7 separate regions of the Mus musculus genome follow, and all the other regions are linked to region 5. The links are chromatin contacts, called in public Hi-C, HiChIP or PLAC-seq and promoter capture Hi-C maps. All regions are on one chromosome and are shown on one strand. The core of a region is the stretch at or near the end of the contact, and the rest is flanking DNA. Distances in the headings are between cores, read along the strand shown. Region 1 has its middle 7.7 kb from the start of Gm41040. Region 2 holds the start of Ccnb1 (cyclin B1). Region 3 has its middle 38 kb from the start of Gm36703. Region 4 has its middle 4.3 kb from the start of Gm41046. Region 5 overlaps Pik3r1 (phosphoinositide-3-kinase regulatory subunit 1). Region 6 holds the start of Cd180 (CD180 antigen). Region 7 has its middle 21 kb from the start of Gm46397.

Evidence for each region. Promoter capture Hi-C pulls out the DNA fragments that hold promoters and counts their contacts. HiChIP or PLAC-seq counts read pairs in DNA pulled down with a chosen protein or histone mark. Hi-C and Micro-C count contacts between places; a contact is called where the count stands out from the background.
Region 1: an H3K27ac HiChIP or PLAC-seq map of oligodendrocyte precursor cells shows a contact between it and region 5, with 11 times the contacts expected there. The contact joins two enhancer-like sites. A contact is called at or near these places in 9 of 484 Hi-C or Micro-C datasets (B cells, the G1E-ER4 cell line, arterial endothelial cells and 6 more), 8 of 115 datasets of contacts at active chromatin or transcription factors (acute myeloid leukemia, embryonic basal ganglia, embryonic forebrain and 5 more) and 1 of 9 other capture datasets (embryonic stem cells).
Region 2: a promoter capture Hi-C map of hematopoietic stem and progenitor cells shows a contact between it and region 5, with 3 times the contacts expected there. The contact joins the promoter of Ccnb1 here to the enhancer-like site in region 5. A contact is called at or near these places in 7 of 39 promoter capture datasets (the 3T3-L1 cell line, cranial neural crest, hematopoietic stem and progenitor cells and 4 more), 1 of 484 Hi-C or Micro-C datasets (B cells) and 3 of 115 datasets of contacts at active chromatin or transcription factors (embryonic stem cells, microglia and pro-B cells).
Region 3: a contact with region 5 is called in a Hi-C map of the HPC-7 cell line, with 2.6 times the contacts expected there. The contact joins two enhancer-like sites. A contact is called at or near these places in 2 of 15 datasets of contacts at CTCF or cohesin (large pre-B cells and pro-B cells), 6 of 484 Hi-C or Micro-C datasets (the HPC-7 cell line, granulosa cells, liver and 3 more) and 4 of 115 datasets of contacts at active chromatin or transcription factors (acute myeloid leukemia, bone marrow-derived macrophages, cardiomyocytes and 1 more).
Region 4: a contact with region 5 is called in a Hi-C map of bone marrow-derived macrophages, with 14 read pairs. The contact joins two enhancer-like sites. A contact is called at or near these places in 3 of 15 datasets of contacts at CTCF or cohesin (large pre-B cells, pro-B cells and stem cell-derived epiblast-like cells), 45 of 484 Hi-C or Micro-C datasets (the AML12 cell line, B cells, CD4 T cells and 28 more) and 22 of 115 datasets of contacts at active chromatin or transcription factors (DN3 thymocytes, the HPC-7 cell line, the NIH/3T3 cell line and 13 more).
Region 6: a contact with region 5 is called in a promoter capture Hi-C map of pre-B cells, with 8 times the contacts expected there. The contact joins the promoter of Cd180 here to the enhancer-like site in region 5. A contact is called at or near these places in 15 of 39 promoter capture datasets (the C10 cell line, the HPC-7 cell line, HPC-7-derived erythroid cells and 10 more), 2 of 484 Hi-C or Micro-C datasets (B cells and bone marrow-derived macrophages), 6 of 115 datasets of contacts at active chromatin or transcription factors (the 230-238 cell line, bone marrow-derived dendritic cells, bone marrow-derived macrophages and 3 more) and 1 of 9 other capture datasets (liver).
Region 7: a contact with region 5 is called in a CTCF HiChIP or PLAC-seq map of the NIH/3T3 cell line, with 5 read pairs. The contact joins two enhancer-like sites. A contact is called at or near these places in 1 of 15 datasets of contacts at CTCF or cohesin (the NIH/3T3 cell line), 1 of 115 datasets of contacts at active chromatin or transcription factors (large pre-B cells) and 1 of 9 other capture datasets (adipose tissue).

Annotation. Positions count from the first base shown.
Region 1 is chr13:100,870,186-100,872,885 of GRCm38.p6, reverse strand. No RefSeq gene overlaps it. Among named protein-coding and RNA genes, the nearest start is that of Gm41040, 7.7 kb to the right of the region's middle. Within about 2 kb of position 1,260, at least 40 of the 459 cell types and tissues checked have an H3K27ac peak or open chromatin away from gene starts, as enhancers often do. A contact at or near this core is called in oligodendrocyte precursor cells, where this site is marked.
Region 2 is chr13:100,785,137-100,787,836 of GRCm38.p6, reverse strand. Ccnb1 (cyclin B1) reads left to right here and starts at 1,351. Exons shown (of 9, transcript NM_172301.3): 1 at 1,351-1,455; 2 at 1,934-2,104; 3 at 2,219-2,380. The coding sequence starts at 1,435.
Region 3 is chr13:102,310,854-102,313,553 of GRCm38.p6, reverse strand. No RefSeq gene overlaps it. Among named protein-coding and RNA genes, the nearest start is that of Gm36703, 38 kb to the left of the region's middle. Within about 2 kb of position 1,318, at least 5 of the 459 cell types and tissues checked have an H3K27ac peak or open chromatin away from gene starts, as enhancers often do. A contact at or near this core is called in the HPC-7 cell line and pro-B cells, where this site is marked.
Region 4 is chr13:102,669,359-102,672,067 of GRCm38.p6, reverse strand. No RefSeq gene overlaps it. Among named protein-coding and RNA genes, the nearest start is that of Gm41046, 4.3 kb to the right of the region's middle. Within about 2 kb of position 1,272, at least 33 of the 459 cell types and tissues checked have an H3K27ac peak or open chromatin away from gene starts, as enhancers often do. A contact at or near this core is called in bone marrow-derived macrophages, hematopoietic stem and progenitor cells and pre-B cells, where this site is marked.
Region 5 is chr13:101,718,721-101,721,420 of GRCm38.p6, reverse strand. All of the region lies in intron 2 of Pik3r1 (phosphoinositide-3-kinase regulatory subunit 1), which reads left to right. Among named protein-coding and RNA genes, the nearest start is that of Pik3r1, 48 kb to the left of the region's middle. Within about 2 kb of position 1,435, at least 126 of the 459 cell types and tissues checked have an H3K27ac peak or open chromatin away from gene starts, as enhancers often do. A contact at or near this core is called in the 230-238 cell line, the HPC-7 cell line, the NIH/3T3 cell line and 6 more, where this site is marked.
Region 6 is chr13:102,692,303-102,695,002 of GRCm38.p6, reverse strand. It overlaps Cd180 (CD180 antigen), which reads right to left and starts at 1,445. Exons shown (of 3, transcript NM_008533.2): 1 at 1,214-1,445. The coding sequence starts at 1,303.
Region 7 is chr13:102,371,353-102,374,052 of GRCm38.p6, reverse strand. No RefSeq gene overlaps it. Among named protein-coding and RNA genes, the nearest start is that of Gm46397, 21 kb to the right of the region's middle. Within about 2 kb of position 1,447, at least 33 of the 459 cell types and tissues checked have an H3K27ac peak or open chromatin away from gene starts, as enhancers often do. A contact at or near this core is called in the NIH/3T3 cell line, where this site is marked.

The sequences.
Region 1 (2,700 bases), core at 11-2,510, 850 kb after region 5:
ACAACTTCATAATCCAGGCTTTGAAATTTGATTCTTTGATGTAATCTAGCTGTAGTATTTATTCCTCCCAGCCATTACCTGTGCCTCCGCAGAAATTCACATATTGTGTCTCTGGACACTGGGAGGCAGGGAGCAAGCCTTGACTGTTGGCACATGCCTGTAATCCCAGCTACCTGGGCAGCTAAATAAGAACAATAGCAACTTCAAGACCTGCCTGAACCATAAAGTGAGTGCAATGCCTGCCTGGGCAATTTAATCAGACTTTGTCTCAAAATAAAAAATAAAGAGCGGGTTGGACTCTATCTCAGTCGTAGAGCCCTAGCCTCCACACCTGGTACTGCAGGGAAGAGAGGGGGAGGGGGAGGGGGAAGGAGAGAGGGAAGAAAGTTGGAGACCCATGTTTGATTGAATGTGGAAAGCTAGTCATGGTTGGCACATGCCTCTAACCCCAGCCAGCAGTGGAAGGCTGAGACAGGACCATGAGTTCAAGATTAATCTGGGCTTTGTAATAAGACCCTGTATCAAAAATAGATAGATTGATAGATAGATAGAAGAAAGGCTGAGCATGTTGGTACACACCTGCAATCCCAACATTTGAGCAAGTTCACAGAGGATCAGGAGTTCAAAGCCATCCTTGGCTACATACAGAAGCCAGCCTGACCTATGAGAGAGAGGGGAGAGAGAGAGAGAGAGAGAGAGAGAGAGAGAGAGAGAGAGAGAGAGAGAGAACAAAGCCATTTTCAGGATAATGACAGTCTTTTCTTAGTATCCAGAGAAAACCCAGCACAGCATTTCCCAGGTCACCCTGAGGCACGTGGAAATACAGTGAGTGGGTTTAACTGATAAAAAGCATCTTTATTTGTTGGCATTTAAGTGTGCCCTTTAAAGACGGAAATCAATTACAACGTGCCTAATTATAGTCTGCTGGCCTACGAGTGTACCAGTAGCAATCCTGTTATTAGGAGTAAGATCTGCATCGTTCCTGCTAGTCCAAAATGATGGCAAATTATGATATGGTAATTAGATCAAGACCTCACTTGAGAAAAATACATTGCAAACTGGATCTTTTCAAAGCTCTCCTCTTCTCAAATTAAATCTTACTGTCCATTTTTTATTTCATCTCACCTTGCCAGCGTGATGTCCTTGTAATTCATTCTCTTGGCCCGGGTGGATTTTGTGCTACTCAGGACAGCAGATGCAACAGCAAAGAGATGACATCATCCTTTAGCAAAAACGGCACCATTATTCCAGAACCGTGTGTACGCTCATTCATCTGTCTCTGCTGACATTACTCTGCAGGAAGGTTTTCCAGGGCAGATGTGTGCTCCCTTGGCAACACAAATGCTGGGGAGTGCACATCCATTTCCAAATCCCGAGAGGAAGAGTTTTGTAAATCTATTTTATAAATGTGGTGTGAATAATGGAGAGACATCCCATGTCCTCAAGCCAGTTCTGATTTAAAAAAAACCTTCGAGGGTCCGAGGTTAAAGCAAACCCTCCCCCAGATTTTATTCACATTATAAAAACATTTTCCTCCTTTAAAAGCATACTTTGACTCCCAGTAGTATGCAAATTGAAGCAGTCTCTATTGCAAGCATATATGGATAAGTTAGGAAGTAGCTTTGTGCTATGATCATTTGATAAGAAACGAGAGCAAGAATTACTAAGGGATCATTATACAGGGTTCCATCCAAGTATGGAAAAACAGCTTCAAAATCGAATGCAGGCATCGGAGGCACAGGAAAGGACCTTCTGAAAAGGAAGGCAAGTACTCAGAGAAATGACACACAACAGAAACAGCAACCCAGGAAACAAGACTGAGGAGAAGCCCCAGGAAGAATCAGGCCCACTTGTGTGACACTGCTCACCTTGCCTCTCTCCTAGTCAGGGTAATCATCTGTGTGGTGAGACACAGTGACCAAAGCGACTTGAGGAGGAAAGGGTTCATTCGGCACACATCCATCACTGAAGGAAGTCAGGACAGGACCTCAAGCAGGACTGGAACCTGGAGGCAGGAGCCGTGGAGGGATGCTGCTTACTGGCTTGCTCCCCATGGTTTGCTCAGCCTGCTTTCTGATAGAACCCAAGACTACCTATCCAGGAATGGCCCAAACCACAATGGGCTGGGCTCTCCCCTGTCAATCACTAATTGAGAAAATGTCTGACAGGCTTGTCTACAGCCCAGTCTTATGGAGGCATTTTTCTCAATTGAGGCTCCCTCCTCTCTGATGACTTCAGGTCTGTCAAGTTGACACAAAACCAGCCCAGTACATTCTCCTCTTTCTTGCCTCCCTGGTTCTTTGGAGAGGTGAAATAATGTTTTAAAATACATTGAGCTGAGGGGATAGCTCAGTGAGACACAAGGATCTAAGTTCAATCCCCAGAACCTCCATTTTAAGAGCCTTGTGCAGCGATGCACACTTGTATTCCCTGTGCTGTTAAGGTGGAGATAGGCGGATCCCTGGGGCTCCCTGGCCAGCCAACCTAGTATACTTGCTGAGTTCCAGGTGGGTGAGAGATCCAATCTCACAAAAAGAAAAAGCAAAAAGCAAAGAAAAAGAAAAGTACACTGTTCCATGCATGTGCACACACTTGGGAACACACAGAGAATATGTTTTTAAGATTTTCAGTTCATGCATATATTTTTAAGGCTTTATTGATTTGGGGGCTGGAGAGATCATTCTCTGGCCCAGGTGGATT
Region 2 (2,700 bases), core at 102-2,601, 930 kb after region 5:
CATATGACGGGTCTACCATAGAACAGCTTACTTGGGGGCATGGGAAAGGAAGGTGAGAAGTGAATAGAGACAGAGAAAGAGAAGGGACGAGAAGGGGGGGTGGGAGAGAGAAAGAGAGAGAGGAGAAAAGATGGGGGGAGGGAGAAGGAGAAAAAGAAGAAAAGAAGCTGGCCAGGAACCTGTGAAGAGAGGGAGAAGGGAGAGAGGGAGAAAAGGGACAGAGAGAGAAAAGAGGGCAGAGTCAGAGAGAGAGGGAGAGGCCAAACAGTCCTTTTTATAGCAAGCCAGGCCTACCTGGCTGTTGCTAGGTAACTGTTGGGCGGAGCATAGAAGGAATGCCAACAACCTGTGCTACAAGAGATCCTGGTCAATAAATAAATCCGCGTTAGTGTTACTGAAAATTAATGTGGAAAATTTCACTGAAGTTAATAAGCCTTAATAAGGAGTTTGACATAGAAAGATAGAGAGTTGCAATAGAGATCTTTGTTAAATAAGATTTTACAAAACTATATTTTTGGAGTAATCTTAAACTTAGAGCAAAATTAAGCATAAGGCACATTTTCTTTTATCACTGGGGCAGTCGCTATTGGGGAGCTTGGTATGTTAATCTATTTGCTTATAATAACCATTTACAGCTGGGCGGTGGTGGCACACGCCTTTAATCCCAGCACTTGGGAGGCAGAGGCAGGTGGATTTCTGAGTTCGAGGCCAGCCTGGTATACAGAGTGAGTTTCAGGACAGCCAGGCCTATACAGAGAAACCCTGTCTCGAAAAAACAAAAAGCAAAAACAAAACAAAAAACATTTACTATGTGTATGTGTGCTAAAACTTCATGCTATCAACCTCAAAATCCATCCCAGATAGCTGTTGGAACAGTCATATTAAAGACCGTCTCTGCAACAAAGCTTTCGGGAACTCTTAAGATAGTATTGGCACTTCTATAGAAGAGGATGAGAAACAATAAATAGGACAACAGCAAAACTGATATGCGTACTCCCCACAGTCATTTTCCTAAAGTCCAACGGAGTCGCCTGGGCTAGCTTGGACAGCACACAAGTGAGCACTGCACGCCATGCCTACCTAAGGCAGGTGGCAGCAATGCGACTTGTGCGCAGGCATAGAGCCTGACCTCGCGAGGGGTGGGCGGTGCTGCCAGCGGCAGCCTCGCTCTGGCCCCGCCCCCGCCCCACCCCCGCCGAACTTGGGATCGCGGGATCGCCCAGGAAACGCATTCTACGGGAACCCGCGGCGCCAATGGGAAGAGAGCGAGTGCCACGAACTGGCCAATGAGGAGCGAGCGGCCCGGGGTTTAAACCTAAGCCCGGCAGACTCCTCCCGGCGTGCTGCGGAGGAACGGCTGTTAGTGTTTAGCTGTGGATAGCCAGAGGTTAGGGTGTCTTCTCGAATCGGGGAACCTCTGATTTTGGAGGAGCCATGGCGCTCAGGGTCACTAGGGTGAGTCGGGCCAGGCGCTGCGGTGATCGCGGCGGGAGAAGACCGCGGGATCCCGGAGCGGGAGGGGGATCCGGGAGGGCTCCGGCGAGGCCGGGGAGCTGAGGACCCACCTTATGGAGGGTGAAAAAGACCTCTGGACCTATCTGGGCTGCAGGACTTGTGGGGAGTGGGTGCTGTGCTCTTAATGGTGAAGGCCCAGGGTGAATTCTTCGCCTTCCCGGAGAGCTGTCTACGACGGAGGCTTTTATGGCATCCTTTCCGATGTAAATTCACCATGTTTAGGGTGGCTTAGGACTTAAGGGGAAACTGGATTAAAGGTGAAAGATTTGGGTGGAAACTTGCTTGTCACGGCTGGAGGCTAGATCCTACCACCCTTGCTTTCCTTAGTTAGGTCCCGCCTTAATTAACCCGTGACTTCCTCGGGGCTGCCTGCTTGCTGCCGTGGACCCTTTTCAAGTTGTTCTTTTACTTCTTTCAGAACACGAAAATTAACGCAGAAAATAAGGCCAAGGTCAGTATGGCAGGCGCCAAGCGTGTGCCTGTGACAGTTACTGCTGCTTCCAAGCCCGGGCTGAGACCGAGAACTGCTCTTGGAGACATTGGTAATAAAGTCAGCGAAGAGCTACAGGCAAGAGTGCCTCTGAAAAGGGTAACTATCGCCCTGAAAAGGGTACCGATCTCCCTAGCCCAATTAACCTGAAAAGGCCCATCTTCTAGCTGTCACCCTTGGGAAAACATTCTGTTCTCTCCCTTTCATCCACAGGAAGCAAAAACGCTAGGTACTGGAAAAGGTACTGTTAAAGCCCTACCAAAACCTGTAGAGAAGGTGCCTGTGTGTGAACCAGAGGTGGAACTTGCTGAGCCTGAGCCTGAACCTGAACTTGAACATGTTAGAGAAGAGAAGCTTTCTCCTGAACCTATTTTGGTAAACTTGCATTTTTTAAAAGTTTGTTTCTTCTCTCTGACTTCATTTCACGTTGATGCACATGACAGCATTTAAATATATTACTTATTATTGAGTGGCTAGCAAAAACATTTTACATGCATTAACGACTCTGGGGTGAGTATTAGCACCCTGCGTCAAATGGTGGCAGATAAATATGGTGGGGCTTTTTGTTTTATGTAGACACCAGAGTCTCACTCACTATGTACTCCTGGCTGGCCTGGGACACGGATGTGGGCATAAATCATTTTCTTTTCTGTGTCTCTGTAGCTCATGCTGTCCTTGAACTTGAGATTTCCACC
Region 3 (2,700 bases), core at 69-2,568, 590 kb before region 5:
CTATATAGATTAGTAGACTGCCCAAGGACACAGGGATACACCTAATTTGAAAGGTTTTAACTTAGGAGAACAATTTCAAAGTTGTGATTTCTCTCTCTTTAGAAGCGAGCAAGCATTGACTTGATGATTATGGATTTGGGATAGTATTGGGAACTGATAGCCTTTCTGGGCTGAGTAAGGGATTCTGCTATGCAGTCTACATTATCCCTTCCTGGTTCCAAGTTCTTAGATTGACAGCTATCTGAGGTACTTGTGAAAGTGACTGGTGTGCTAACATGGATGCAGGAAAGATAACTGTAAATGTAAAACTAGAAATGCTCCTTCAGGGTAAAGATTTATGAAAAAAGGGAGAAGCCATCACTTAGGTGATATCATGTTAAGAGATTCTACCTAGAAATAAGAAATGTTAAGAGACATAAAATGTAAAATTTGTGAATGATTTTATATAAAGGAGAGAAAAAGAATAACAGGGTGAGTTTAAAGCATCAAGGATAATGACATATATTATGGTAGGGCTACTGAGACATGTAAAAAAACTGCATGGGAACAGGCTTGGGTATAAGCATCAGTTGGCTTTAGAGGAGGTTGATCAGTGATTTTCTAAAAGCAATTGAACTGTGCTAGATTTTAGGAGAGGGTCAAGCTAGAGTAATAGATTGGAAATTAATTGTATTTGTGTAATAAATTTAAAAATAAAAGATTAACTAGAAGGAGTAAAGTAGCAGGATGATAAAACCAATTTTTGAGAACCACAGCAAGAGACATACATTTGAAGGTGAAATTCCTGTCAACAGTGGGAAGTGATGAAAAAATCAGAATGTAATCATGAAAGTTAATGTTGGAGTTTAGATTTAATTCTATATTAGAAAAATTAGAGGAGTATACATATATAGGAAAACTCAGATAAGAAAAGCTAATATTTAGAGGTCTATAAGAAGAATTAGAATAAATAGAATAAACTGAACATTTCAGAGGTTAAAAAACAAGTTGATGGATGGGCATAGAAAATTGTATGACTAGATCCCTAATTTGAGGTAGCAATAAAGGAAAGAGATAATTCTACCCAGTATAAGCCAACTGAGTAAAGAGATGAGGCATGAAAGCAATGAAAAAAGGAAGTTTAAAATGCTCTACTTAAAAACAGATTTTAAGGCAAACAGGAAAGAGAGGCCTGAAGGAAGGCTGCACGTTAGTACAGCAGGGAGATAAATGCTTCCAATACTAGAGCGCAGAGGCAGAGGGAGCACTTACATTGAGGGACTTATCCTCATAAAAATGATATCTCTAAGGTCATAGTTTACATTTGGCCCCTAGAAACAGGAACTTGATGGCTGACGGCTTAAAACCCTAGTGTGCTTCTTATTTACTTAATATGTTATCTGGAGCTTAGAGGAGTCATCATTCATTTGGCAGCACAAAACTGTATTAAGAAAATGAACCAAAAACCACTAGGCTCTGTATTTCTGCTCTGCCATTCCCCCCTCCCCTACCTTGTTTTTGAGAATTTCATATATGCATGCAATGAATTATGGTCATATCTACCCTCACTTTCATTTCTAACACACCGCTCTTTTGTTCCCATGTCAGTGTTTCCTGGTCATGGCTTAGCAGGTTTTTCTGCTGATATTTTATTTTCATGTTGCCTTAGAATCAAGTTTCAGAGCAAAGAGCTTTACTCTGTAGGACATTTTTACTCTCTAAGAAAGCCTTTGGCAGAATGGTGCTCTATAGCCTAGACAATATTCCTTTAATTATCCTAAAATTTCTCATAGAAGACGAACTTAAATGCAAGAATATCAACAAATGAATATCTGACTCAGGTGGGAAGAATCCCGAACTTCCATAGATACAGAGAGCCCTTAAACTGTGGGACTTACAAGGAACGATACCTGGGAGATCCAGGGCTTCCACTCTGTGTCTAAGTAAAGCTGACTGCTTCTGCCCTGGAGCCTGGAGTTGGACAACTCTCTAGTGGATGGCAGAAGCCGGCACCACCAGCCTCCCATTGGGTTCTTTATTATCAATACTTTCACCCCACTATACATGCCATCTCTGCTTGCACTCTTGTGACTTGACTAAGGATTGTTTGTTTCTTTTGAATTCATGTATCCACTCTTGTTCTTTTGGAAAGCATCCGAATCTTTTCCTTTTAGCTTCCTAATGTCCTGAAATTCTAGTGAGTCTTCTATAATTTTATCATTTAAAATTCACTAAACTAATCTTAGGTAAGAACAATCCATTCAGATTTAAAGAAAGTAACCACTGAAAGGTGAGCCCTGGCTAGGTGGGCTCTTTACTTAATTGTTTCACTATCTGTTTCATAGTTATATGCTACTATTTTTTTTAAATCTCTTCCTTTGTCATTTGCTGATTTCATTGTGGTATGCTCATATATTTTCATCTATCCTTGTTGTATCTACTACAGCTTTTATTTGTAAATTGGTACGACAGTTACATAAAACATTTTTTATCACAATATGTCCAAAATCTTCACTGTCTTATTCCCACTTCATAGTTTATGTTATTGATGTAACTGGCTTTTAACACTATTGTAAACATTAACAATTTTTGTGATTACAATTACTCTTAGTACTTTGCATTGTTATAGTGGAGTTAAAAATGACTTATTCATAACCCCAAAGAAGTGCATACTTTGTATTTATTTGCTTATCACTAAGGATCTATACATTTTTCAATACT
Region 4 (2,709 bases), core at 23-2,522, 950 kb before region 5:
CCGAGAGCCGCAGGAAGCCAGGGCCATCAGTGGTTGAATACCCTTGTCTTCAAGGTCCTAGGACAGTGCCTGGTACAGTGTGGAGGGGTTCAATAAATACATTTGACACATGTATCGAAGGACAGATGGCCACCTGACTCCATGTTCTCATAGTGTTTTACAATTTATTAGAGAGAGAGAGACAGAGACAGACAGAGAAAGAAGAGAGAAAAGAAAGAGAGAGAGAGAGAGAGAGAGAGAGAGAGAGAGAGAGAGAGAGAGAAGGAGAGAGAGAATGAGCATACGAAATGCACAATAACTGCACCATATCTACATACACATTCTTATATGTGCACCAGGATATTTCATTCAGCAATGAACTGTGTATGGAACAATGGGCCAAGTTATTTACTTTCTAGCTCATGGCAAACTCTCCCAAGGATCCATTTATTAGAGGTGCCTCTGTTCTTAACTGATAGCATGTCATTTCTGACATTAGAACATGGAATGTGATCTGACAAATCAGGGCACCTGGAAGGGGGATTGTCTACACTTGCAGTTCTGGGGAGGGCGGAGTCTCCTAGGTGGACAGTTGAGGAAAGGCCTCAAGGAGCTGAGTGGGTGAGTAGTGACCTTTGTGAAAGAGAGCCAGATCCAGGGCAGAATTTCAGGAAAACCCTGAGGTAGGGTTGGCATTGATCAAGAGGAAGATGGGCCTGACTGGAGAGTATGAGGAAAGTGGGGAACAGGGGAAGGCAGAGACTGGGCAGTCACCAGGATGAATATAAATACCTCAGGTGATGGAGGGCCTCAGTGGCCCCTTCTCTGAGATAGAAGGGAGAGTTGCTGAAGGGTTTCTAGGAAGGAGAAGAGGGATGCCACCTGACTTAGGTTTTAAAGGTCTGCCTCATGAGCAGTGGAGCACCCAGCAATGGAGGTCGAAGAGAATGGTGGCCTGCCTGGAGATGTGGGCAGTGGGGATGGCTGGGAAGGGCCAGACACTGTTTGCAGCTTGAAATCAGGAGCAATGGGGCTTCTTATGTATTAGATAAGAGGGAGGAAGGAGGGAGAGAGGAAGGGAGAGGGAGAGGGAGGGAGGGAGAGAGGGAGTCCAACAACAAGAGATCTCACCACTATCTCTGAGGTTCTTGGTGTAAGCAACTGGAAACCAGACTAAATTAAGCGTTTCGTCTGGAACTCCTGGTCCTAATGTCTTAATTCCCTAAAGCCACTGGAACAGCGCAGACCTTTACAACAGCTGTGTCACCCTGCCATGCATCCTTCCCTGGGGAGTGTCTGATCCCTTCCCTAAACACTTGCCCAGCTGTGGGCCTCTTCTACATCTGTGTGCAGTGGCCTTAGACCAATCCTTGTTTGGAACAAGGCCAGGTCTGCAGCCAGCCCCAGTTTTTCCACACATAGAAGCGAGCAGGTGGCCCTGGTCTTAGTCTTCGCACGGTGTTTGGTGTCATTCTGTCAATCTCTTTTCGTTGTCATGCAGAGTTCACAGGGGTTGGTTACATCCCAAGGTCAAGTCTTCTTGACCTGGCGTTGGAGCAGTCAAGGGCAATCAGCAGCTCAGCACTGGTGGGGGTCTTGGTAGCCCGACTGAGGGCTGATTAACAGTAAAGGTAGAGTGCCTTTAAGTGTGAGGGAGGTGTCATCTCTTGCCTCAGGTGGGCTTTCACTCAGGAAGTAGAGTGACAGTCATTCACGGTCCCACAGCACTTTGATAAAGTCAGTGGTCAGGCAGGGCAGAACCAAAAACATCCCCAGGTCTCAGCCATCAACTACCTGGCCCATTTTTGTCTCTTGTTTTCATCAGTACTTTAGATACTCACACCCCAAATGACTCAAATTCCTCCTGGATTCAAGTTTTCTCCTTGTCAGGACCTTTGAGCAAAACAGGCTCAGGGACAATACAGAGCCGTGAAGGGGTGGCAGCTGTCGCAGTACAGGCTTGCCCCCTGCGCCCTGTGTCCGTGTAGTTATGTGGGTCACATGTATCGGGTGCTGTAGGGCTTTGGAGACTCGGTGGCAAAAACAGTTGTCTGCAGTAGTTGGCTTTGTTTTGACCTAGTCCCTGCCCCACAGAAGCCTCTCAGTGGGGCACAGCACAGGGTCAGGCATCTCTTGTTTCCTCCCTGATAGCATTGGGAGGGCTACCATTTGGCATCTCTCCCAACCTTTGGTTAGAAGTGCGTGCACATACCCACGAACACTCAAACGATGCCTATTTAAAACAAAGAGCTCTGGCAGGGAGAGGGGGGAGTGGTGAATTTAAATGGACTCCGCTATTTGTTCTGGAACGACTCCTGTTTATTTAAGTTACCAAACGGAGCAGTCACAAGTTCTGTCAAATTCCTCAGACACCCAAATAGCTCCACATTTCAAAACCTTTGCCCTTCCCCACATCCTACCCCGAGGCTGTGTTGGTTGCTGAGTCTGACAGGTGCATTGTGGGTCAGGTGGCCTGGGCAAGTGGAAGGCCTCTGTCATGTTTCTACACCAAGAAACGAGAAGGCATCTCTGGGGAACTGAACATTGTGTGGACAGAGAATGTTCCTCACGGCACCAGGCAAAATGGTCTGCACCAACAAACTGCTTGTGGCCCCCTCTTGAGCCTTGCCCTGGCAGCTGCTCTGATTAGCCTTAGAATTTACATCTGCTATGAGTTCTGGGTCAGTCAGAGGACCTCAGTGGACAGGTTTGGAACCAGAACCAAGTTTG
Region 5 (2,700 bases), core at 186-2,685:
CACACACACACACCCCAGAATAACCTGTGGTGGGAGCAGAGTGGGCTCCTCAGACTAAGCCACCTGTCCCTGTCCTGTCATTGACTGACTGTAGTAGTTCACAGGCAGATTTGTTCCCCCACCCTTTTCTCAGAGTCCTATAGTGCTGTGCATGCATTGCTCAGAATTCCAAAACCATCAAAGGAGGTTACTTTGACAGATGACTCAGAAGTAGGGAAGAGTGAGGACTGGAAAGAGAAGCCCTCCTAGAGCCTTAACCTCTTTGCGGGGGGGGGGGGGGGGGGGGAGGGGGGGAGGGTAAGCACTCACACCAGCCTCCCAGTCTATCCCAAAGGAGACAAGGAGGCTGCTGTGTCGGCTCCCGGAAGTGGCCTCAATGTGTAGCGGCCTGAATGTGTACCATAGTTTCCACTATCCCCTTTCCTCCCTCACTAACTGGCTTCATGCTATTCGCAGTTCCACGGTCTTCCTTCCCCACCAGATCTGAACACACAGAGGCTCCTGCAGCCATGATCTCTGATTTGTAGCTGCCCCAGGCTTTGAGATTCACGTTAAGGCCACATGGCCCGTTGTCTTCTGCGAGGTCCATGTTCAGAGGTCACCGGAGCTCTTCAGTCTTTTTTATTCTAGCAGAGTGAAAATGAATACTTAATTTGCAAAGCCTGCTTTAAGCCCCACACCTTAGGTTCAGAAGGATAGGTCATTGTAACCAGACGATGTGTCAGTGACTCCTACCACCCTCTCACTTTCTAATGTTTTGCACACACATTTGAAGGAACCTGTGCTTGCTGATGCCAGCCATCCCTAACACGTGATTGACAGGGTTTCGGTAGCATGGCAGCAGAGAACACTTTTTGGATATTTTCTTTAGTTACATTTCAAATGTTTTCCCCTTTCCAGGTCTCCCCTTTGGAAACCCCCCTATCCCATTCCCCCTTCTCCTGTCTCTATGAGGGTGCGCCCCCCCCAACTCTCGACCTCCCGCCCTGGCTTCCCTTACACTGGGGCATTGAACACCCTCAGGCCCAAGGGCTGCTCCTCCCACTGATGTCCAACAAGGCCATCCTCTGCCACATATGCAGCCAGAGCTATGGGTCCCTCCATGTGTATTCTTTGGTAGTTGGTCCAGTCACCAGGAGCTCCGGGGTGACTGGCCTGTTGACACTGTTGCTCCCTATACGGGGCGGCAAACCCCCTCAGCTCCTTCAGTCCCTTCTCCAACTCCTCCATCAGGGAGGGGACCCCCCACGCTCAGTCCAATCAACCATTGGCTGCTAAATCCACCTGAAAGGTGTAAATTTAATACTTTCCTATTTAGCTATGTTTCCAACTCCCCCCTAGAGTTTAAGAACTAGAAGCAGTTTAATATGGCTGGTCTTATTAATCCTATTAATCTTTGACAATTTCTCTCAGCTGCACCGCGAGGATCCCGAGATACTGGATATTTAGTTCAAAGTTCCCTGACTCTCACTGCCCATAGAGAAACCAGGAACAGCTCAAGCATGTTCCTCCTCTTTTGGATCCCCCTCCCCCCCTTTTCTTTTCTAGATATAGTGACAGTTGTGCCTAGAAGAGGATCTAGTCATACAAAACATAAAACTCACAGAGAGGCCACGGCTGGCTTTTAACCCCTCTCTGGTTTTCCTAAGTGGCTTCAATGAGCATGTCTTTACAAGGCTGTTGCAAAAGCGACCAGCAGGCGGAGCCCTAACGCAGTCTTACAATGATTTCTTTTCACTTCTCCCCTTGAACGAAGTTGCCCAAGCGCTATTGGAGCCAATTGAAAACATCTGTTGTTTTATTTATAGCTACAATTTCTAAGAAGCATATTCTATAGCGGTTGAAAAAGGAGTTGACAGCTCATAATTCATAAAGTTACTGGGGCTAATCTGATAGAACAAAATGTACAAAACTCCTTCCCATGGTGCAGGCGCTATCACTTCCTGTTCAACCCTACAAAGAAGTAGTGGCTAAGCGGGGCGGAAGGGGAACACAGAAAGGGTCCTCTGTGAGATGCTAATGGCAGAAGAGAGCACCCCACAGCGAGGGCAGTGCCTTCCCCTCTGCCAGGCTGAGTCACTGGTTCTTTTTCATTAACAACATCCCAGGTATTTCCATTTATAGAAAATCAGCATTTTCCCACCAATCCCACTTTGCAGCCAGGAAGTTTCAGCTGCGTCCTGTCTGCAGGAGTAGGAGCTAAGGTGTTGATTAAAAAGCCTGACTGGTTGCCACCCAGATGGGCGGCAGGCTTATTTTACAACTTTTCATTCAGCAGGTTGCTCCTTTATATTGAGTTGCCTACTTCACGCTCCCCCCCCCGCCCCCCAGACCTTTAAGCAATTATTACGACACAAGCACTCCTCAAATGTCATCTCCCTGTTTGTTAGCTTATTCTGAGAATCTTTGGCGGAACAAGGTCAGATGCAATCAATATATACTTAATATTTTGCGACAGTTCTATCTACAGTGCTTCCTGGTATTGCAGTTAAGGGAAAAAAAAAGTTAGCCTGACATAAATGAGTTGCCATAGCTTAGTACTAGTTCCAACTGGCGGTGCTTGTAAGAGACTGTACTGAGACAGTCCATCTTGCTTCAGTGGGCCCATTTAACGTTCTTAAAGCCAAGGTCACTTCTTTAGTGAAGAGGTGGGTAAGTTTGTGTTCATTTATTTGATGAATGTGGTGTCTTTTGATAGAG
Region 6 (2,700 bases), core at 196-2,695, 970 kb before region 5:
TGAAGGAAGGCCCTTCCCTCTTTTACTTCTTTTATGTGCTGAGTTGTGTCCCATCCTCCCAACCATGTACTCCTGCCACTGATTCTAACTCCGAGGACACCATGCCTCAAGTGACTATAACTGGAGAGAAGGCCTTTCAAGATATGATTACAGTAAAATGAGGAATGCTGGGTAGGTCCTGAGCCAGCATGACTAATGTCCCAATAAGAGAAAATGAGACACACTTAAGCATGGGGAGAGACACAAGAGGACAACCAACGATAAGCCAAGGGAAAGTCCTCAGAGGAAAACAACCTTGCTGTTACCTCCATCCTGGATCTCCAGCCTCCAGAAACGACAAACAATACATTCCTACTGTGTAAAATCCCTCACTCTGAAGCTCTGCTTCTGGAAACCCAAAGAAACTAATATAACATCCCTGCCTTGGATTTCCCTGGTATCCTATTTCTGCTCAGTCTGGGAGCATCCCGAGTCTACCCAAATCCAAGGCTAACAAGCTTCTGTTTATTTCTGCTCCAGACTTTATTCCAGTCCTGGCTTTGGGTTCAATTTATACCCTTGACTTCTAGCTATCCCTGGCCTACATTCTCCTTTTGGTCTCCAAGTAGGAAAGCGGCTAACCGAGCCATCAAGGCTCACAGTCTTTTCTGTCTTCGCCATTTGTCAAGCAGGCCCACGTGGACTGGCTACTGGCCAGGGTCAAGGACAGTGGTAGGGAGGTTTAAGATGGCAAAAGATCGAGGCCATTCTCTCTCTCTCCATTCTCTTCATGGTTTCCCATGCATTGATAAATATTGTTACAGTTTAAACCAGAAGGTTTGAGTTGCCTCGGGTCTCAGATTTACTCTGGTTGGTTAGTCCTACAGATGGAAGGGTTTGTCTAATTGGAGGAGAAGATCAATCTGTATTCACAATGATCCTTATAAATTTTCTGAATCTTGGCATGAGCCTGTCTTTACTAGCCCTTCTCAAGACAGCTAAGAAACCAAAGGGTTCTGTGGGGAGTGACCATGTCCTAGGACAGTGGACAAACAGCTTTAGGCATCAGGATTGAGGGGATCTGCTCTTTGCACCAAACCCCTGATGATATCTCCCGTTGTCCTTTTCAGGACAGTAGAGACTGCGAGCCAAAGCTCAGATGAATCTGTATACGATATCTCAAGTTTTTCAGCAAGTGTCAGCAGCTGGGTAGAGACAAATAGTTTGGACTCACCTCAATGCACTTCTGATCTGAGGATGTGGTGGCTCGGCAACTGGCCAAGAAGAGGGCCACTAAAAAGAAGCAGCTGATGTCCGGAGCCATCCCAGGTCCAGAGCAAGCCCAGCTGCGTAGGATTATCTAATGCTCAGAGCCAAGCAATCTAATCACACTCTAATAGCCCTGGCAATTTGGCAGGCAATGAAGTGCTCAGAAGGTCGATCTTAGAACCGAAATGCTGGGAGCTGCTCAGCATTTGTGGATCTGTCATGCAAAAGGAAAAAAAAAAAAAAAAAAAAAAAAGGGGAAGTTCTTTTTGCATACCAACCATCTTGGCCAAAAATAACTAAGAGCCCTACCCCATGATGGCCTACTGCATTTCCTGTCAAACACACGGATGAGTTGTGCAGCTCTCTAGAATCTCACTACGATGCTTCCCACTGCGTTGAAGCCAGTTTCAAGGGGTTTGGGCCACTTAGCCAATTTCTAGTCTCTATCCTTGTGAGAGTCTGTGGATGTAGGAATTTGCTGCACTCACAATGGACACCACTTCTTCTAGCTGTCCCTGTGAGTGGTTAGGAGAAGGGTAGAGCAGGGCAGAGTGCTTTCCTGCAGCAAACCTGAGGGCTTTGACACTGGGGACTGGGGCAGAAGGAGATAGGCCCAACGGTCCTGCTAGCTGAGTGAACCTCATCTGCTTCCTGGACCACTGCTGTTCTTTCTGTGGACAGATTACTTTCTCTCTCACCCTAGTGACTTAGGACTGTTAAAATGGCTCAGGTGAAAGCCCCTTGTCTGGTTTCACAAAAGGCTCAAAGTTAAACAAGACAGCTGGAGCAGAAATAAGTATATCAGCTTGGGGTCCCTTTTGCCTTAGAAATAGCTTTGACATTGAATAAGTCAGTTGTTAGAGTGATTTCTTAGCATGCATTAAACTTCCAAGTTTGATCCCCAGCATCCCATACAACAAACAGTCATGGGCATACCCACCAGAAATTCAGCATTCCGGAGATAGAGGCAGGAAGATAGGTCACTCAAGGTCAGAGGGAGTTTGAGGCCAGCCCAGGTTACAGGAAATCCTTTCTAGGGGGTGAGGGGAGAAAAAAGCAATAGGGGCAGTAATTATTTGGAAGATCAAGGAGTGGCAGGGAGAGAAAAAGATCAAGCATTTACCCAGTGAACTTAGCTACCACAGGTCTTTTCTGACCTTGAACCGGTTGATATATGGGGGATAGCTGGTGTTGCCTTCTAAAACAATTGAATAGACTTGAATAGTAGACAGGACAAGGGATGTTCACTCCTCTCTTTCAGCAGAGGCTGAACAGGGGCAGGAAAAGCTTCTCCTTTGGGCTTCGTTAGGGATGTTCTCAGTAACGAGGCGTTCCATAAAATGCCATCCTCACCAACAAGCATACCTCTGAAGATGCTATTTGCAAAACATGATCTAAGCCAATAAAGGTGCATGGCAGGGCACTTTACCTCACAGAAGGCACCCCTCACAG
Region 7 (2,700 bases), core at 198-2,697, 650 kb before region 5:
GTGTAAGGCCACATCCAAACTAACCACCATCTTCCTTGCTAGAGCATACATCACCTGGCAAGAAGGAACGATATCAGGAAGGACCCATCTATGGAGGAGCACAGATGTACATTTTTTTAAAAATAAAAGACAAGCAGCAAAGTGAGTATTTATCCCAGGGTTAAAACATAGAAATGGAATATGTGACGACTGATAACAAAAGGCAGAGGGAGGGAGCAAACTTTTAAAGATATCAAGTTTTGAGTTGTTTTCACTTACAGAGTAAGCATTAAAAACAATATAAAAATATAGCTAAAAAGCTAGCAAGGGAAATGTAATCGATAATAAAAGTGTGTGCTTAATTCAAATGAATAAGGAACAGAAGAATAAAAGATGAAAGAAAAGATTATGAAAGAGAAAATGAAAGGCAAGTTGGTTAAAGTGGTCTCGGTTGTAACACTAATCACATTTGAGGTATTTAGAATAAACACTCAAAGGAGTATGGCAGTGGATCACAACACACACACACACACACACATAAGGCAGAATAGAACACGTTCACTATGTAAATAAGTTAATGGGGCTGGAAAGAGAGCTCGATGTTTAAGAGTACTTGCTGTTCTAGAAGACCTGAGTTGAGTTCCAGTATGCACATTAGGTAGGTCACAGTCACCATAACTCTATTTTCATTGGATCCATCACCCTCTTCAGTGCAACTATCAAGGTATCCAGATTCACAATATTTCTCTACTACCTCTAGATTTCCAGAGAGAGTCAACATAGTTTCACTCTCCCCCTCCCGCTCCCCTTCCCCCTTCCCCTCCCTCCCTCTCTCTCTCTCTCTCTCCCTCTCTCTCTCTCTCTCTCCCTCCCTCTCTCTCTCTCTCTCTCTCTCTCTCTAGCAGATACCTCCAAAGTTTTCACAATTGGTGGTTGAATCTTTCCCTTTGGTAACATCTACCATGTAAGGCTGGAAGCTTCATTCTTGAAGCCCTTGCCAGCTAGTTGTGTTGGTACCACGGTCAAAGGATACATGCCAGTTTGGGATCATTGACAGCTGAACTAGACACCTTAAGCTTAGCTCTGGTAATTGACAAGGAACACAGGAGTGGAATTTGGTTTCATGAGCCGCAGTCCTGCCTGTAATGTGAGAAACCAGATCTGTGCACAATGCCCCTGGTGACTCATCCCTTTGTACTATGCTGGTTGGATCTTGTTTTACTTACAATCACTTTGAGCTTTCCTGCTAGAGTCTATTTTGTCCAATTGAACCATATGATATGTCTAAGGATCTCTTATCCAAACTCCGTGGCCTCTCTTCATTGAAGCAAGAAACATTTTACATTTCAATAACTTCCCCACTGGTAAAACACAAGCTTTCCGAAGAGCCAATGTCCATAGAGTGCAGAGTCACACTGTTCTGTGGTCTATGCAGGCTTTACTGAGCCTATTCAGGGGATGAATAGAAGCTAGGCAGTATTGTTCTGGCCTTGGCACCAACCCTCCCTATAATGTGATAATCACAGCAGGCTGGTGCTGAGGTGGAGACCAGCATGCAACCCTCAGCAATCAACTTCTGACCTCCTGGCTTTTCCCTCACTCCTTGAAATTATTTTGTTTAAAATGCTAGAAGCTCTGTTATAAATTGTTCTTCAGTTAAGGGGTTTGGCTCCTCTGTGGGTCACTGTGGTTTAAAAAGAAAAAAAAATGGGGGGGGGGGCGGGTGGGGAGTAAGAACTTCTTAATTTAGCTAAGCCATAAAATCTAACCAAGGTAAGGAGGAAGTTGGCCAGGAAAAGGGTTGGAAACAAAGGGAGAGGAGCCATTTTCTTTGTGCTGTTTAAGACTGTGGAACCCATCACTTGCTGCTAAGATAATTTCTAGAAACTTCCCTATGCCTTCTCCCCTCTGGAGAGCAGGACATTAAGGACATGCCTTTGGCAACAGTTAACATCATATTCTTTGGAATCTTAGAGTGGATAGAAAGATTTCCCATGGTTTTATGACATGCACGCCAAATGTCCAGAAAGAGCCAGAAAACAGAATCCTTAGACAGATGATTTCCTGAGCTCCATGGAGGTGCAATTGATAAGCAGCACACAGGCAAATGACTTGGTTTCAATGGTGTCCAGCAGGGATTGTCAGGCTCTCGGCTCCGCTCAGCTTTCCAACAAGAATTTTGTTTTCTGAGAAACCACCAAATTGATTTCCAAAGTAGTTGCACCAGTTTTTACTCTCACCAGCAGTGGGGAAGTGTTCCCCTTGCTCCACATCCTCGATAGCATGTGCTGTCACTTGAATTTTTGATCTTAGCCATTCTGACTGGTATAAAATGGAATCTCAGAGTCATTTTGATTTGCATTTCCCCAAAGACTAAGGACCTTCAACATTTCTTTAAGTTTTTCTTGGCCATTTGATATTCCTCTGTTGAGAATTCTGTTTAGCTCTCTACCTTATTTTTGAATTGGGTTATTTGGGTTGTTGGTATCTAACTTCTTGAGTTCTTTATAAATTTTGGATATAGCCATTTGTAAGATGTAGGGTTGGTGAAGATCCTTTCCCAATCTGTAGGCTGCATTTTGCCTTATTGACATTGTCCTTTGCCTGACAGAAACTTTTCAGTTTCACGAGGTCTCATTTATTCTCAGAAAACTTGGAATAGTTCTACCACAAGGCCTAGCTATACCACTCCTGGGCATATATTCAAAAGATGAACTATGC